Linked DNA regions of Hordeum vulgare: regions 1 and 2 are each linked to region 3. A link is a contact called in public Hi-C and HiChIP or PLAC-seq data. All regions are on one chromosome and are shown on one strand. The core of a region is the stretch at or near the end of the contact, and the rest is flanking DNA. Distances in the headings are between cores, read along the strand shown.

Evidence for each region. A called contact is a pair of places that touch in the nucleus more often than the background predicts. HiChIP or PLAC-seq counts read pairs in DNA pulled down with a chosen protein or histone mark.
Region 1: a Hi-C map of seedling shows a contact between it and region 3, with 3 times the contacts expected there. The contact joins the promoter of LOC123406287 here to the promoter of LOC123402361 in region 3. A contact is called at or near these places in 3 of 6 Hi-C or Micro-C datasets (leaf and seedling).
Region 2: a contact with region 3 is called in an H3K4me3 HiChIP or PLAC-seq map of embryo, with 8 times the contacts expected there. The contact joins the promoter of LOC123401882 here to the promoter of LOC123402361 in region 3. A contact is called at or near these places in 2 of 6 Hi-C or Micro-C datasets (leaf and seedling) and 1 of 1 datasets of contacts at active chromatin or transcription factors (embryo).

Annotation. Positions count from the first base shown.
Region 1 is chr6H:334,628,750-334,632,739 of MorexV3_pseudomolecules_assembly, reverse strand. It overlaps LOC123406287 (very-long-chain 3-oxoacyl-CoA reductase 1), which reads left to right and starts at 1,334. Exons shown (of 3, transcript XM_045099777.1): 1 at 1,334-2,081; 2 at 2,536-2,605; 3 at 3,291-3,781. The coding sequence starts at 1,432. The coding sequence ends at 3,548.
Region 2 is chr6H:334,785,125-334,788,783 of MorexV3_pseudomolecules_assembly, reverse strand. It overlaps LOC123401882 (B3 domain-containing protein Os02g0598200-like), which reads left to right and starts at 2,094. Exons shown (of 7, transcript XM_045095740.1): 1 at 2,094-2,326; 2 at 2,925-3,659. The coding sequence starts at 2,938.
Region 3 is chr6H:335,046,063-335,050,028 of MorexV3_pseudomolecules_assembly, reverse strand. It overlaps LOC123402361 (restin homolog), which reads left to right and starts at 2,273. Exons shown (of 8, transcript XM_045096282.1): 1 at 2,273-2,583; 2 at 2,697-2,888; 3 at 3,004-3,966. The coding sequence starts at 2,440.

The DNA of each region.
Region 1 (3,990 bases), core at 85-2,584, 420 kb after region 3:
TTATCACTCGTTAGATGCGGTCAACGTAATCTCGCGGGGTCGTCCCCTCCTCCGCAGCACTCCGTCGGTGCAGCCTCTCACCACAACACACCTATGCTCCACCGTCGATGACTCTTCACTGCAGCATCCACACCGACGTGGTCGGCACTGCATCCCAACGCTCGACGCCGTAGGAGATGCTTCACAACAACACCGTCGTCGGCGTGGCCGCGCTCCATCGCTGCTCCATCGCAACAACCGAAGACCGCCAGCGATGTTTCACTGCAGCGCGCAGCAGGCACGGCGAGTTCCATCGCAGCAGACAACGACCGCCGGCGTTTTTTGAGTGCAGTACGCAACCGGCATGGCGAGTTCCATCGCAGTAGCCGACACCCGTCGGAGATGTTTCACTACAGCATGCAGTCGGCGCGACGAGTTCCATCACATCACCCCGATAGCCTCCAATGAAGTTTCACTGCAGCGCTACCGTCGCGCGGCGGTGCTCCGTCGCTGCACTAACCACCTCGTTGAAGCTCCATCGCAGCACTCGGGCCAATGGCGAAGCTTCCCTGCAGCGGGAGAGGATGCAATCGGCGGTGATCTAAGGAAGACGAATGGGACGAGAGGATAAGGTAGGTGCCATGGTGGGGATAAGAATGAGGGAAGGGGTGTACGCGCAGGCACTCGGTACACGTGTCGCACATTCGATGCGGTTTATGACGGAGACAATTTAGTTGGTTGATTTTAAACAATTTTCAGAAAGTAAACTGAACTGAATTTCAAAAAAAAAATCAAGAGTACACTGAAATCGGGCTTTTTTTGTTGAAACCGAAATGGGACTTGTTAGAACTGGGTCTGAGTCCAACTAAAGAAGAAGAAGAAGAAGAAGAACTGGGTCCGATCCTAGTGACACGAGGTTTTTTTCACTGTTCTGACCCATGAGACAAAAGTAATGCACAAAATAAACTCGATCTGAAACTATTTCACGATCTGACCCTTTTAGAAACACCAGAACCCGTGGCGTTGCTGATGTACATAGAAACGCCAGTCTAGTTCGCGTTACAGATCACGTAGAAACGTCAGTCTAGTTCGCGTTACAGATCTCGTAGAAACGCCACCCTCACTGGCGTTTCTTACCCATTTTGTGCATTACTTTTGTCTCATGGGTTAGAACAGTAAAAATCAAGAGTACACTGAAATCGGACTTTTTTTTTGTTGAAACCGAAATGGGACTTGTTAGAACTGGGTCTGAGTCCAACTAAAGAAGAAGAAGAAGAACTGGGTCCGATCCTAGTGACACGACGGGCAACTGTCCTTTTTATGGCCGAGACTGGTGCACCGGCTCCACCAACCCCATCAAAGATCCAGCCGCCCCGCCCCGCCCCGCTACGCTATAACTCGCCGCTCCCTACCGCGGATCGAGCCAACTCACCCCCAAACCCAGCAAGCACGATGGCCGGCACGTGCGCCCACGTCGAGTTCCTCCGCGCGCAGCCGGCGTGGGCGCTGGCCCTCGCGGCCGTCGGCCTCCTCGTCGCCGCCCGCGCCGCCCTTCGCCTCGCCCTCTGGGTCTACGCCGCCTTCCTCCGCCCCGGCAAGCACCTGCGCCGCCGCTACGGGCCCTGGGCCGTCGTCACCGGCGCCACCGACGGCATCGGCCGCGCCATCGCCTTCCGCCTCGCCGCCTCCGGCCTCGGCCTCGTGCTCGTCGGCCGCAACCCGGACAAGCTCGCCGCCGTCTCCCAGGAGATCAGGGCCAAGTACCCCAAGACCGAGGTCCGCACCTTCGTGCTCGACTTCGCCTCCGAGGGGCTCGCCGCCGGGGTGGAGGCGCTCAAGGACTCCATCCGGGGCCTCGACGTCGGCGTGCTCGTCAACAACGCCGGGGTCTCGTACCCGTACGCCCGCTACTTCCACGAGGTGGACGAGGAGCTCATGCGGAGCCTCATCCGGGTCAACGTCGAGGGCGTAACGCGGGTCACCCACGCCGTGCTCCCGGGCATGGTCGACAGGAAGCGTGGCGCAATCGTCAACATCGGCTCCGGTGCTGCCTCTGTCGTGCCGTCCGATCCACTCTACTCCGTCTACGCCGCCACCAAAGCGTGAGTACTACTAACCTTCTTCTTCTTCTTCTTCTTCTCGATTGAAATTACTACAGTACTTAATTTGCTCTGCGCGTACTGCATACTATGCCATGCCAATTGTTAAATGTTCGTGCTCGTTAGCGGAAGCAACCCTGCGAACAGAGGGCACTACTTTCTTGCCTACCTCTACTTGATTTAGCAATTTTAGATGTTTGTTAGGATCCGGAAGGAGCTTTCTAGGAAATCGAACAAGCACTTTCGGTGTGACTTGTTAGCTCCCGTGTCATACTCATGCCAGATTCTGGTGCCAGTCTTGGGAGTTAGATGTGTAACAAACTGTTAGGATAATTTGCTTGATGTATGTCTTCAGACCATGTCCAGATCGGTTACGAAAATGTTTTAATGAACCACCATTCACAACTTATGACTAGATTGACAGCAGAGACGATGCTAATTTGTATTTTTTTTTCAGGTACGTTGACCAGTTCTCAAGATGCCTCTATGTTGAGTACAAGGGTAAGGGCATCGATGTACAATGCCAGGTAACAACTAGTCTCTCGTTCTCTTTATCTTTCTGTTATCTGCTTTCTTTAACTCAGTTACTGGTCTTTCGTGGTTCGATCAAATGAATAATAGTTTGTATAAAACGAAAGTAGCTGGGTTATCTAATTTAGCTAATTTGCTTCTCTTGTCTTTCACATAGTTGTATGTCTGGACAACTGTAATTTCACTTGAAACAACAAAACACATCACCTAATATGTAATCAATCAAATGCAATAAAATCAGGTTCTGAATTTGTTCGGATGGGGATATGCTATGTGTTACAATAGATCGGACTAGATAACAGACAAGGCTTTGCCAAAAAAAATCACCATGTCCCATCTTCAACTGAACTAATGAAGCATGTATTTCTATCTTATATCATGCTATACCTTACCTTTTGCCGCTGCTTGTTGATCATTTGAGAATTCAGTCCCTAAGTGTTCCGTCCTTGCTCAAAGAGATGTGTTGATAGATTGTGCATGCAATGAGAAATGAGTTAAATATCAGTATCATGATGATGTTAGCATGTAATTCAGATTTGTAGTTCCTTGGAGGATCCTTGAAAGTCTACCGAAAACTAGTCATTTGAACAGTTTTGCCCTGTCTACTGTTTTCAGGATATTGTTCTCATTTTTTTTATACAAATTGCTGACCTCTTAACTTAACTCCTGTGATATATTCAGGTGCCCTTGTACGTGGCAACAAAGATGGCATCAATCAGGAGGTCTTCCTTCCTTGTGCCATCCGCGGACACCTATGCTCGTGCTGCTATTCGCCACATTGGCTATGAGCCGAGGTGCACACCGTACTGGCCACACTCTGTTCTGTGGTTCTTGATCTCCCTTCTCCCAGAGTCGCTGGTGGACAGTACGCGCCTCAGCATGTGCATCAAAATCCGCAAGAAGGGGCAGGCTAAGGATGCCAAGAAGAAAGCGCAGTGATGATTCATTGTTGAGATCTGCCATGTTTGTTCGTCATGTGTAACGAATCAGTATTTGTAGCTCTGTTGTCGGCATTTCAACATCATTACCTTCGCATCACACTTGATTGAGACTGTTGTTGTTCCTACCACGGTTATGAAGCACAAATCTGTAATACCTTATCTCCAACTGAATGTAACGCCAGCTGCACTCAAGGTGAAATGATACTAACTAAACTTTTTGCTGGCTTCTAATTATTTTACATCTTTGTTTGGCTGGTTGTCTTGCAAATGGGAGTATAATTTTCTTCCAAATGGTGTATTTAATTTGTAAAAAATTGCTATGCAACCTAGGCTAGGTCTTCACTTCTTTGTTCATATTTAGTCAGTCTCATTACTGCAGCAAATCATGAAGTAAAAAAAAATAACAACTAGATATTCCTATTCACAATTCATTTAATGCA
Region 2 (3,659 bases), core at 845-3,344, 260 kb after region 3:
TCCGACGCGGTCACTTTGGTTCCTAAAGTTGCAAAATACGCAAAATCGGTGCCGTAACTTGTCTCTCCATTCAAATACAGTGCCTCCTCGCGTATTCAGCCGTATGTAGCGCACAAGTGACATGTCAGATTGTCGTGGCCCACATGTCAGTGGCTGGTGGCGCGCCGTGGTGATGTAATGATGATTCTTTTATGGGGAACCCCCTGCAGTTTAGTTTAAAGTCGCAAAAAAGCCCTTGTTCTCCATGTATATGGTCAGTTCCCTCAATTCCCAAATAAAAAAAGGAAATCCCAAATTCTATACACGCGACCACGACGGTGGCGCCATCTTCTTCGATTCGTCCTTGGCCGACGTGGATCTAGACGAGGAGGACAGAAGGCCGGCGTCATTTCTCCCCCCTTCCTCCTTGCCGGTAGAGATGGCTGTATGCAACCACAGCAAGCCTGAGCTCTTTCATGTCACCAAAAATCATGCCAACTTTAAAAGCCGGTGCTTTCAGGTTAGTAGATGGATTGAATGTGCTAAATTTGTGCCTAAGCTTGTCTCCTTCTTCTTTCGACAGGTTCAAATGGTTGTCATCTAAGGCATCTTCAGGAAGTTCACCTTCAAAGTCCTGCACAATCTCCTTCTCTCTATGATCATCAACATCTTTGTCTACATTGTTATCAAACAAATCATCATCACCTTCTGCTACTTCATAATCACTCTCATAAAAGTCATCATCTGTTTCAACTTCTTCATTGGCATCATCTCCATGTTCTTCACTACTCTCATTTGCATCTTGAGCACCACTATCATCAGTGTCACAATTGCCATCTTCTTCCTCAAATTCCTGATTTGTAACATGTGAGCTAATGCCTTCACCAAATGACATAAATCTTTTTGCTTTCTTGTAGTTACATCTCATATGTCTTGGAATTTCTGGTTTGTCAAAGCTGGGTACATTTTCTTTACCCTTTGCCGACTTAACTGGAGTAATAACCCTTGGGAGCTCATGCATCCCCACTCCCAACACATCATCAGTGCTTACTGACTCTAGGGTGTCAGCATGATCTACCAGTAGGAGCAAGTTTTTGTGATCCATTGTTGCAGCAATCATAAGGACAATGTCTGCATCAGACACAATCAACTGTAGGCCATCACACATAGAATTCCTAGGTTTGCTCCAGTACACATCAATCTTGGAGATTGCTCTATTATATCCCAATTGGAGAAGGAAATCGTCAATCCACAGAATTGACCAACTATCAGTGTCACAACCATCAAACCAATCAATTTCATGATCCATGTAGGTCATGTTGCTATCACTTCCATAGAAAAACCCTTTGTGATGGATCTCAACTCAGAACATTCCATCAAATTGTACTGCACAAATAAGAGAACTATCACTGCCACATATCCAAGATCATCCCCTTTCAAATAAAAGGTCCCCTCCTTGATAACCCCCAAAAAAACCCTAGCCCTATTACGCCTGAAAAGGGAGGAACACCAGAGAAATGAAGGTACTAACAGTAGGAAGGAGGTCCCTCGCCTGGACGTCGACGACGCGGGCCATCCATCGCCGCGGCTGCCGCCGGTCGCCCTGTCGTGCCGCACCAGCTTCGCCGCCGCCTTGCAATGATCGGGAGAAGAGGAGAGGGCACGAAGCGGTGCGACTCAGATAGAAGAGACAGGGGATTAAGGAACCGTAAAAGAAAATCACCACGACGCGCCACCAGCCACTGACATGTGGGCCACGAAACTCTAACTTGCCACGTTTGCGCTACATACGACTTAATACGCGAGGATGCACTGTATTTGAACGGAGAGACAAGTTACGACACCGATTTTACGTATTTTACAACTTTAAAAACCAAGGTGACCGCATCGAATAAATTAAGGCACTCACAATATATTTATCTTAACTTTTTAGTTGGGACTAAAAGAAGTCGTGCGACTTCTTAATCAAACAGGCCTGAGCGGTCGGTGAGAACAGTCCCAAGAACCGTGAAACCTCAGGCGCGAAGACCAAGAGACCCTCCCCTCACTGGCAGGCGGGCCCGGCGTCCACCCACCGATAAAAACCCATCTCTCCTGTTGTGGGGGCTCTTCTATTTTGCGCTTCGGGGGAAACTGGTGGAGCAGCGGAGTCTGCAGCCGCAGCAGCGAATTCGAGGCGTCGAGCTCTTAATACCCAGCCAAAAAATAAAAGAAAAATCGAGCTCGTCACTTTTCCAGCGCGATCATCTGTGGCTCGCCAGACATGCGCATTTTACTGGCGAGGAGAGCGTGATACTTGCCTGATGCTTTCTTGATTTGGCCAAGGACTCAGGTGGCTCGGACGGAGGTGAGGGTTTTTGATTTGTTCGTTTGCGCATTTGTTCGCCGCTTCGGCATTTCATGGGGTAGGTCAATCTCCGGGGTTTCTTTGATCTTCGAGTTCCTGGAGCCAAAACAAGGAGTAGTACTACTTCTCCTGGAGAGATTTCTTGTGGATTTTCCTTCTAGTGTTGGGTTTTTAATTGGATGTGTTCAAGGAGCAGGCACCCTTACTTGTCGTCTGCTCCGTCTCTGTCTCGCACCAGGGGTGGCGCGGAGCTCCGTCCCGCAAATGCCCTACTTTTTGGCGTCGAGGGCGTGGGGTTCCCCGCCGGCAGAGAGACAGCGAACAGAGGGGAGACCTCGTTCTGCTCGGTGCATCCAATCGGATGAGGAGGGGCACACCGCTCATTTCAAATCTGTGTTTAGAGAAGGATTATAAGCTGTTTAAGTCAAATGTCAAACATTTTCAATCGGGCACAAGGGGCATTTGCAAAGTACTTTAGTCCTCTTTTTTTAGCAAAGCACCAGGAGATTTCTGTTAGTATCGTAATGTCTCCTTTTGTTGTTTCTTTGAGGTTCGAGATGTTTAAGGGGCTTTTTTGTGCTATGAATTGTTTGGGCAGGAGAAGGAGGAGGATGAGTCGTGATGCCCTGGCACGCCAGAACCGGCCGAGGAGCCGTGACGACGAGGAGGAGGGTGAGACGTGCAAAATGCAGAGCAAGGAGGAGGAGGAGGTTGAGACGTGCAAAATGCAGAGCAAGGAGGAGGAGGAGGAAGTTGAGGTGGAGATGTTTGACAAGAGGTTTCAGATCAGGAAGGCATCCACTGGAAGCCTGGGGAAGGGGAAGAGAATAGAAGAGCCCATCGAACTGAGCGACAGCGACGACCACGATGAGGATTACAAGATGGAGAAGGCGGCCAAGTACAAGGAGAAGAAGAGGATACACAATCACAGTGGTGACCATAAGAAGAAGAAGAAGAAACATGTGAGCAGTCATGGTCGTGAGAAGACGCGGAGTGGTGACAGTGACAAGGATAAGAGGAGGGACAAGCTGCTCTCGCTCAACAAGAACAAGGACCATCTCCCTTTAAAGGAGAAGAGCTGGGAAAGGCCGAGCAGCCAGGGCGGTGAGAAGAAGATGCATCGCTGTGATCACCACAATGATAACAGAAGCAGTAAGATGTGGAGGTCTGTTTATGACAAGTACAAGGGGATGCAAAAGAAGGAAATGAACAAAGATACGAAACTGCGCCCAGTGCATAACGGTGACAGCAGGGAGGAGAAGAAGAACACAACGCTCGTTATCTCCAAGGAGGCCAAAATGCCTATGCTGGACAACAGCAACTGGGGAAACAA
Region 3 (3,966 bases), core at 1,024-3,523:
ATTGCATGCACTGGAGGTGGAAGAATTGTCCAGCGGCATGGCATGGGCAATTTACCGGACATGTCAAGGATCCAACCATCATACTTGAGGCTGTTGCAGATGAGGATACATGGTTTTGGCATGCCTATTTTGGTTTGCCCGGATCACTAAATGACATCAATGTGCTCAACAGATCTCCATTGTTTGCAAGCTTGGCCAATGGAGAAGCGCCAGAGATTGAGTATGAGTTGAATGGACACAAGTACACGAAGGGATATTATCTTGCAGATGGGATTTATCCATAGTGGGCAACATTTGTCAAGCCCATTCCTAACCCTCAAGGTAAGAAACAATCTCGTTTTCATAGTGCTCAAGCAGCCGCTAGAAAGGATGTGGAGAGGGCATTTGGGATTTTGCAAGCCCAATTTGCTATTGTTCGTGGACCGGCTAGGTTTTGGGACCAAAAAACCCTAGGGAGGATCATGACGGCTTGTGTGATATTGCACAATATGATCATCGAGAACGAGCGTGGTCAAGATTTTGATCACCACTACGACTTTATGGGGCGGGTGGTGAATCCTCGTAGACGTGCTGACCGCGTGAGTCACTTCCTTCAAGTTCATCATGAAATTAGAGATGCAGATACTCATCGACAACTAAAAGAAGATCTTATCGAGGAGTGGTGGAAGTAGAATGGAGAACAAGATACTTGAGTTCGTATTTCAATTGCTAATTCGGTTTCGTTTAACATTTGTGTTTGATTTGATGAACATTGTGTTGTAATATGCACTATTTGTTTGACAATTTGGGAATTTTAATTTAGCACGTTTGAATTGATTGTATTTGTGATTCGGTTGCATTTGCACAAATAGAACTAGAAGCACAAAGAATGGGCTATCAAGTTTTTGGGTATCCAAATATGGGTAAGCTTGAAAAGCAGAATTTTTTTTGGATACCCAAACCTTCTCTTCTCTATCCATAATGGTTTTGACTACCCAAAATATGGGTATGCTCTTAGAGATGCTCTTAGGGCGTGTTTGGTTAAATGCATAGCCTCACGCTGCATCGTATCCACCATCCCGACTGAGTCTAGCCAGGTTAACCTGATGCAAAAACGGGTAGAGATGTATGTTTGGTTGTTTGCATGATGTTGGACAGGACAATGTGAGATGGTGTTTGGAAGTCTGTATGAGAAATCGATGAACTCCTGCACCACTAGCGTCCCATGGCGCCGCCGCGACCACGGGTGGTCGGGCCGATCCAGCACAGGTGCGTCTTCCTCTCCGACGCAGCGCCTGCAAGCACACACATCCAGGCGCTGGCGAGCGCATGAGCATGGACGTCCAGCGGCACGGTCGCATCGATCCGGGGGGGTGACCCACTTGAAGAGGGCGCACTTGGAGCCGGGGGAGGCGAGATCTTGCAACACAACGACAGTCAGTCGGTCGGTCGTTCCGGCGCGGCGGCGATCTGAGAGACGGACATTAGAGGGGCGGGGCGGGGAGGGGGCGGGGGCGTACTAGTGCTTGACCCAGCGGGCGGTCGGGCGCGGGCAGCGGCGGAGCGTCTGCGGCTGCGGCTGCGCGGGCGGGTAATAGTAGTAGCCCCCGGCCCCCGCCCCCACCACCGCGTACTCCATGCCTCCTTCCTTCCCTCCGCGCTGCGCGATGCGGCCGCCGGTGCCGTCTCTCTCTGTGTACCGTTTCGCGTTAAGTGGAAGCGCAGGTGCAAGAGCGAGGCTGCATCGCAGGAACGCTCGATTCCTGCGTTCCTCTCAGCCTGGCTGAGGGGCTTGCTTTTGCATCAGCTGGGCCAGGCTGGGGACGCCCACAGGACACCAAACAGGTTAGATTTTGCATGCCCAGTGCGATGCAGATGCGAGCAGAGAAACCAAACACGCACTTAGTGAACCATAGTCTGGTTGGGCGGGGCCCTCCAGAAGTCATTGATCTTACAAGGAGGACTTTAAGAAGAACCATGAGTAATACTACAATACAAGTTTTTAACCGTAAAATAGAAAAATAAAAATACAGAAACCTGCCCCTCCCCTCTCGAGTTTTTTTTCTCTTAACTATCGGCTATGCTGACCGCGGCCTGGTCTCTCGGGTGACTCCCTGTGGCTATCTGTTTTGTGTCCTACCGAAACGTCATACAGTGGTCAACGAGTGTTCACGAATCAACAAAGTGCCCCAACGTCGCACGGAAGCCTTGACCGACAGGTGGGCCGTCGTGGTCCTACCTACTCCAAGAGGCACCGGATGTGACAAATCACCGCCCTACTCGCACTGCCACGTGAACCCCACTTGTCAGCTCGGGGCCTTCCGCAACCTTCGCAGCTCTGCTCCGCGCACCCCCCGATCGGGCCCACGCGCCATCGTCTCCCCCAATTCCTTCTCCCTCCTCCTCGGCGATGGTTTGATCGGATCCACCAGCCCGATCCGGCCCAGATCTGGTGCCGCCATGGCCGACCACTCCGACTCCGATTCCTCCCCCAAGTCCTCTTCCTCCTCGTCCTCCGCCCGCCGACGCTCCCCGCCGCGCGTCCGGGCACACTCCGACGAGGGCGGCAGCAGCGACGGCGTCCTCGTCGAGCTCCCCTCGCAGGTATCATCACCACCGCAGCCAGTTCCAACCGCTCTGCCACCTCCATTTTGACACCCGGGTCCACACGAACAAACGGAACGGCTTACGGAACCTCCTGCCTCTGCACCGTGTAGGATGCGCGGAGCCCCGGGGCAGACCCAGACGCCGGTATCTTCGTCAGCATGCCCGCCGACGATGCCACCAGCGGCGAGACCTTCGAGGATGCCCCTGACGACCTCGCAACCGCTCGCTCGCTCGATGAATCCATCGCAGTCATCGACTTCCCGGACGAGTCTAGCGCCGCTGCCGAGTGCCGCAAGTACAAGGTATTGCTTCCTTTTGCTTTTCACACTAGTTCAGTTCGTGTTATTTTGCACGTGAATTGCGACCTGCCAGCTCCATTCTCTGCCTATAAGATGACGCGAACTGGGCTTGGTTCAGGAAGAGAGAGATGTGTGTGCACGGGAGGCAGCGACGCTACGGAGAATGCTACAGGAGCTGGTGGGGCGGGAAGTGTCAAGTTCGTTGCATGCAGATGATCCTGATGAGAGGGCACCACTGCACTTGATGCTGGATGATTGCTCCAGACTTGTGCTTGAACTGAATTCAATGGTGCGTTCCAGGGAGGAGGAGGTTGACAGCTTACGTGCCAGGGCTGCTGAGGTTCAAGTGTCAAAAGAGGTTGTGGATGCATACCTTGGTTCGTGGAGGCAAGTTTCAGAACTAACAATTGGGCGAATGGTTGCATCGCTCGATGCCGTGGTTGGGAAAGATGCCCTCAGTTTTGAGGGTGCTGATCAAGACGGGATATCTGCTGTTGAAAGGAAGACTTCGTTGCTAACAGAGCGGTACAGGCAAGCTTTATTGGGCATTGAACAACTCGAGCAAGTGTTGGCAGAGGTTAAGCCTGGTTTTGTGGCCACGGGTCAATGCGATCACGCCACTCTTTTCGGTAATGTTTCAGAGGAATTGGTCAGTAGCAAGAGAAACGAAGCAAATTTCATACAAAAGTTGAAAACTTCCATGGAAGAAAACAAAATCCTTACCGAAGAGCTTGAGAAAACGAAAGCTGCTCGAGAGGTAGCAATTGCTGAAGCAGGCAAAACAAAGGCAGAAATTGAGCAGATGGAGCATAAATTATCAGCTACTAAAGAGAAGCTCACCATGGCTGTCACAAAGGGCAAGTCGTTGGTGCAGCATCGTGATTCCTTAAAGCAGACACTGGCTGAAAAAACAGGTGAGCTGGAGAGGTGCATGGTGGAATTGCAACAGAGGTCTGATTCCTTGCAAGAATCTGAGGGCAGGATTGAGGAGCTTAAGATGTTGCTAGATGAAAAGTCAGTGGAACATGAGAAATGTTTGGACGAGCTTAGAGAAACATACAACGCATGGGAAGCTGCTAAG